2 separate regions of the Mus musculus genome follow, and region 2 is linked to region 1. A link is a contact called in public promoter capture Hi-C data. All regions are on one chromosome and are shown on one strand. The core of a region is the stretch at or near the end of the contact, and the rest is flanking DNA. Distances in the headings are between cores, read along the strand shown. Region 1 holds the start of Susd2 (sushi domain containing 2). Region 2 overlaps Cabin1 (calcineurin binding protein 1).

What was found. Promoter capture Hi-C pulls out the DNA fragments that hold promoters and counts their contacts.
Region 2: a contact with region 1 is called in a promoter capture Hi-C map of hippocampal neurons, with 2.1 times the contacts expected there. The contact joins the enhancer-like site here to the promoter of Susd2 in region 1. A contact is called at or near these places in 12 of 39 promoter capture datasets (the 3T3-L1 cell line, the C10 cell line, the HPC-7 cell line and 8 more), 3 of 15 datasets of contacts at CTCF or cohesin (CD8 T cells, the NIH/3T3 cell line and embryonic stem cells), 3 of 484 Hi-C or Micro-C datasets (B cells, cerebral cortex and nephron progenitors), 2 of 115 datasets of contacts at active chromatin or transcription factors (both in embryonic stem cells) and 4 of 9 other capture datasets (adipose tissue, embryonic stem cells, liver and 1 more).

Annotation. Positions count from the first base shown.
Region 1 is chr10:75,642,587-75,645,286 of GRCm38.p6, forward strand. It overlaps Susd2 (sushi domain containing 2), which reads right to left and starts at 1,422. Exons shown (of 15, transcript NM_027890.5): 1 at 1,288-1,422; 2 at 1-84. The coding sequence starts at 1,357.
Region 2 is chr10:75,742,842-75,745,541 of GRCm38.p6, forward strand. Cabin1 (calcineurin binding protein 1) reads right to left here. Exons shown (of 37, transcript NM_172549.3): 10 at 2,388-2,556; 11 at 361-497. Among named protein-coding and RNA genes, the nearest start is that of Cabin1, 20 kb to the right of the region's middle. Within about 2 kb of position 1,375, at least 26 of the 459 cell types and tissues checked have an H3K27ac peak or open chromatin away from gene starts, as enhancers often do. A contact at or near this core is called in cerebral cortex and hippocampal neurons, where this site is marked.

The DNA.
Region 1 (2,700 bases), core at 172-2,671:
AGGTGCCAAGGCCCGAGCAGGTTGGGTGACAGGAACAGAGTCCATCCTGTGCCCCGCAGCGCAGGGAACAGCTTCCCTGGGCACCTGGAGAAGAAAGCCCCGTGTCCCAGGGTCAGCTGCCTGACCAACAGGGCCCGTTTCCCCTGGAGCCTGTGAGAAGCGTCCATGAGACAGACCAGGGATTGCTATGGCTACCAAGTGGCATGGTGGAAAGCCACCGGCTCTGTGGGCGGGGCTCCATTTTAGCACAGGTAATGGAGTGGCTTTGTGGGTCCTCACAGCTAAAAAAGGGTCCCCGTGCTTTCTGATAGGGTACATAGTCACCAAGAGTCCTACTGAAGGCCGGGGAGGGAATGGTATCTGGGTTGAGCTTGTCCCATCTCTTTCTGGGGGTGGGACACAGTTGAATCTCAGAGAGCCCCACCCTCTGAGAAGGCAGCCAGGACACTCCCTTTTTAGGGGATAGGAGGGGACATTCCAGTGAGGGTTGCAGCACAGTGTAGTTGGGAATACCCCATAGAAACTGTGGAACATCCTGTCTAGGCCTAGCTGTTCAGCCCACTTCCTCTGTGGGCTGTGGAGACCTGTGGTAGGGCTGTACTTCAGCCCCAGAGCTGAAAAGTGGAGACTGGGGTGAGGTACAAATTCCCAGGCCAGACCACACCTTCCCCAGACCCTTGATGGAGATCCACCAGGAGCCGGGCTGCGGTCTAAGCCATTAGACCACCTCACTAAGCTTATACTCCGGAGCAGCAATAAATATTTATCGGCTAAGGTTTAACGACTGCAAGGGGTGTGGGAAGATGCTTCAAGATGCCATGAGATAAAGTACCAGAAGGGTGGTGGCACTTGTGTGAAGCAGGAGACTGCAGGCTGGTTAACTCCCAGCTCAGCTCAGGGAAAGGCCATGGCTCTAGGCTCATCCTTCCTGCTAGACTTTCTTGGTTGCGCCGAGAAGGACCAGCACAGGGACAGATGAGAGGCAGGGGGTTCCCTGTGTGATTGCACCCTTCACAGAGGCTGGGCTGCAGGCTCTGGTCTTCCGGGATTCCCTCCCAGGCCCTTATGTGAGTGCAGAATGAGCTTGGTTCAGACCTCCCATCTCCACCAGAAGTGTCTAGATCCAGGAGCCCCCCCCACCCCCCCAGTTTCTTCCCAGTACTCCCCAGTGTAGTCACAGATGGACTGCCAGATGGATAGACAGCTGAGCCCAGAGGGGTGTCTGCTTAGGGCCTGGCTGATCAGGCAGATGAACAGGGAGGTCAGAAGGACAAAGTGGGGGCATACCTGCTGTGAACCCGGGGCCTGGTATTGTTGAGAGCAGCATCAAAATCCAAGGCAGGAGGGCCAGCTTCATGGTGTGCCCTGTGTCTGCAACCAGCAGGCAGCACAGTGGCTCAGAGATTTGCAGGGCAGGCTCTTGCCTGGCTGGCCAGGCCCCGCCTCCTGACCCCGCCCAGCGTTCTGCGGCATCACTCCTCCCCTCCCCTGCCCTCCCCGCCCCCTCTCAAAGTCCACAGGTGCCGATAGACAGGCAGAGCCCGAAGTGCCTAGTTAGCACATTCTTGTAGCATCATCACAGCCTTGGGACCCTGTGTGAGAATGAGGGGCTGGAGCGTCCAGATGCTAAGACCTTTGGCACCTGAAGCGGAATGGCGAGACAGCTCAGACCCTGGGGTCACAGTCCAGTCTTGTGTGTGAGGTTTCTGTTGGTTGGGTGGGAGAAGTCCTGGCCCCTTAGGGCAGACCTAGACCTCTGCTTCCCCTAGGGAGGTGTTGCTAACACACACTCAGCCTGACAGGCGGAGGTGGAGAAAGAATTAATCTGTTTGGATTTTAAGCACATAGCATGGACTTGAGACTGGGTCATTTCTGATGAATAGCCAGCCAGCTTTAGAGTCACTACCGAGACGGAGGAGCCCAGGGCTGAGGCCAGCCTAGCTCCAGTGTTGTCAGTTGGGGAGCTAACAGATCCTGTTGAGGGTTAGAAGGAAGGAGCCTGGTGGAGACCAGCTACTGGCTTCTGGGAGACCTTGATACTAGGGTGACTCATGAAGGACCCCAAAGCTGGGACTCTCTCTCACTCAGGGATTGTCACCTGGGCTAGACATCAGGACAGGGGATCTGTAGTGTTTCAATGCAGACACACTGGCTAGCCTCACAGGGGAGGAGGTGCTCAGGTGGCTGGCTTGTGAACCAAAGCCATCTGATCTGTGATTCTCCTCTGGTCCTGGGTCTCAGCCAGCCTATTGTTCTATGGGCCTAGTCCCCTCTCACTTAGAATGACTACCCAGAACTAGTCGGGGCTGGAGGTGACAGTGTCTCCCACGAGTATCTGAGGAGACCCGAGGTATAGGAGTGGGAACCAACTACCCCTAAGGTAACCCTGCCCCTATTATACCTGCAACCCCATAGGTGGATTTGGTTGAGAAGTCACCACCTTCCAGGGGAAAGAAAATCTACTAAGCCACAAGGGGCTCTATATGGGTGCTTTTGTGTGCACACTGAGGTCCTGTGGTGGTAGCAGTCGATGCTAACAACCCAGGCCCAGGATTGCGGTAACTCCCTACCCTGAGAGGCATGGGTAAGCAGAGGGGTATGGCTAAGTGACTGCTGTCCCCAGCGTCTTGGCTGTCCAGATGGCTGGCCTGGTAAGGACCCATCCTGGGTTGCCATGCTTCCAATCCATGGCCTTGGATT
Region 2 (2,700 bases), core at 125-2,624, 100 kb after region 1:
GCACAGCAAGTATGCACCTGGATCCCTCAGCTGACCACAGGCAGCTCCTCCACCAATTTTAAAAAAAGATTTATTTATTTATGTTATGTATGTGAGTACACTGTAGCTGTCTTCAGACACACCAGAAGAGGGCATCAGATCCCATTACAGATGGTTGTAAGCCACCATGTGGTTGCTGGGAATCGAACTCAGGACCTCTGGTAGAGCAGTCAGAGCTCTTAACCACTGAGCCATCTCTCCAGCCCTTTTTCCAACTCTTATGAAACCCTAGAACCACTCTGCAGAGCAGAAGCCAGGCAGGTCCCAGGCTGATGGAAGGAAGACTGCCCAGCAGTGACAGAGCACACTGCCCACTCCTACCAGATTCCATGAATGTGGCTGAGTCGAAGGACAGGCGATGAGGTCCCACATTGGAGAAGCTCTCCAGTTTGGCTTCTGCCTGAACTTCATAGTTATTAAATGGATCATCTTCCTCCTCAGGGTCCAGTTTTCTTAACCTACATGAAACATGCTAAAATCACGACAGCCATCCCGCTCCCTGTGACAGAGCATCCCAACGCCTCCTAGTAGAGCAACTAAATCAAGCCAAGATAGCATTGACTGAAACAGATGGTGAGAGCATCCACACCCAGGCCCCAGGAGCCGCTGCGTCTCTCCAGATTTCCGTGACTGATCGTTCCCACACTTGTTCATTTATGCCACCAACAGATGGCTGCTGAGCAAAGCCATGCGCCAGGCACACAACCATAAATACAGGGAGTTCATCTCCTCGGTGGAGAGGTGGATCATGAGCAGGGAAAACACAAACGGCCCACATCAGGACCAGCACCAAGCAGTTGCTTCAGACAGAGCCACGGGGACTCTGCGTTGGAGAGCAGAGTCAGAGGGAATACTCTCGGGGCTGACAACAAGGAAGGGCTAAGCAGAAGCAGAAGCTCAAGACCAGGTACAAAGGCAGAGGTGCTGAGGGGCCTCGGGGCTGCCAGCGTGGGGACACGGCACACCCATCTGAGCTCCTCACATTGCAGCACCACCCTACAGACTCTTCTAAGGACCATGTTTTGGCCACCCTTGTAGCACCTCTACAGCATAACACTCAGGGCACCTATAAACCCCACATTAACTGCATGTACACTCCAGCAAGCAAGCTGCTATACTGTTATAGGAATACCCAAAGTAATGAATACTCGAACCTCACAGAAACTGACCCAAATACAGTAGACACAGCTCCACATACACAAGGCAAGAAACAAGAGCCAGGGTATGACAGTGGGGCGAAGAGGAAGACAGATTTCACCCACTCCAAGACACTCCTTCACTCTTCCAAAGAGCAGCTGTTTCCTGTAATGCATCTCAGGAGAAACCAGCAGATGGCGCCACATCTCTGCCTTGGCTCTGTCTTAGCTGTGCACTAAACACAGCCCTAGTTCTAAGAATTGCACCCTCATGGGAGAGATGGTAGGAAGGGAACAAAGAGCAGTTAAGTGTATTGATATAAAATGGATGCATAAGTCTGCTAAAGCCTCTAGATTCCTCTTGCACTGTCAGAAACAATACTGATATAAACTGTCACTGGTCAAAATGACAACCAAAGACTTGAGATATCTGGGCAGAGTACTGATGAAACCCTACTCAAGTAACAGTGGAGGGAGAAAGACGAAGACACCGGAGATATGAGAGAAAGTCCTGGCAAGCCAAAAGTATGCCCCCAGATGCTGGGGAGGAGAATGATGGATCAGAGCGCACTCTCCCGGGAAAGCAAAAGTGGGGCACCAAGAAGCATGCCCACTGGCACAATAAATCCTAAACAGGCTCAGGAGAGAGCCCCTGGGGCTCCTGAAGAACAGCAGGGCCAGAGCAGGAGCAGTAAAAACCCAGGACAGAAGTAGGGGCCCAGGCCCTCCTGTTTCAGAGAGCTGGCACCTTCTCTCCTGGAATTCTTTGAGGAACATGAAGAACCAATACAATGAAGGAGCACGCTCCATCTTCTCAGAATGCAATGGAACTAATAGCAATATAAAGCCAGGCAGGCACACATACACTGAGAAACAGGTGGCTTCCTTCCAGGGGTTTCCATAAGCATTTGCTGCGGCCCTGAAGCACCCCAAGAAAAAGTGAGTCTCATGACTACACGTTCCTGACTCATTCATCTTGTGAGAATCAGGAAGCAGCCAGTCCCCAATGGATAAACCAGTCAGCTCCTGTATTCAGGAGGTGAGAAAAATCCAAGCACTCAGTTCAGTGACATCCACACACTCTATTCAAGCAAGCATCAAGGGGAACAAGGGAGGCACCGGTGGGGAGGGTGGGAATAGGCTGAAAAGCGCTGCTGAGAGAAAGAAGAGCAGTTTGCAGTTACATCAGAGAAACCACAAAGTGTCCAGTACCTGGACGGCAGGAACTTTACTAGCAGTCCCTGGAAATCCACTTTCTCTTCTTTTTTGCACTTGGTGTTTCGGACCCGGGCAGACCTCCGCTTTGCTGTCTCTCCACTTTCCTCTACAGTCTTCTTACGCTTTACCCCTTTCTTAGACTTATCTCCTCCAGAAACATCACCTTCACAAAGAATGATAATTAAACCATTGCACAATGGCAGGAAAGGGCCCACTGGACTCCTCTTTTACAACCCACCACCACCGACATCTTTCTTCTCAACAGCACGCAGTCCTGAGTCCCTTAATGGTCCTACCCTTCTGGAGC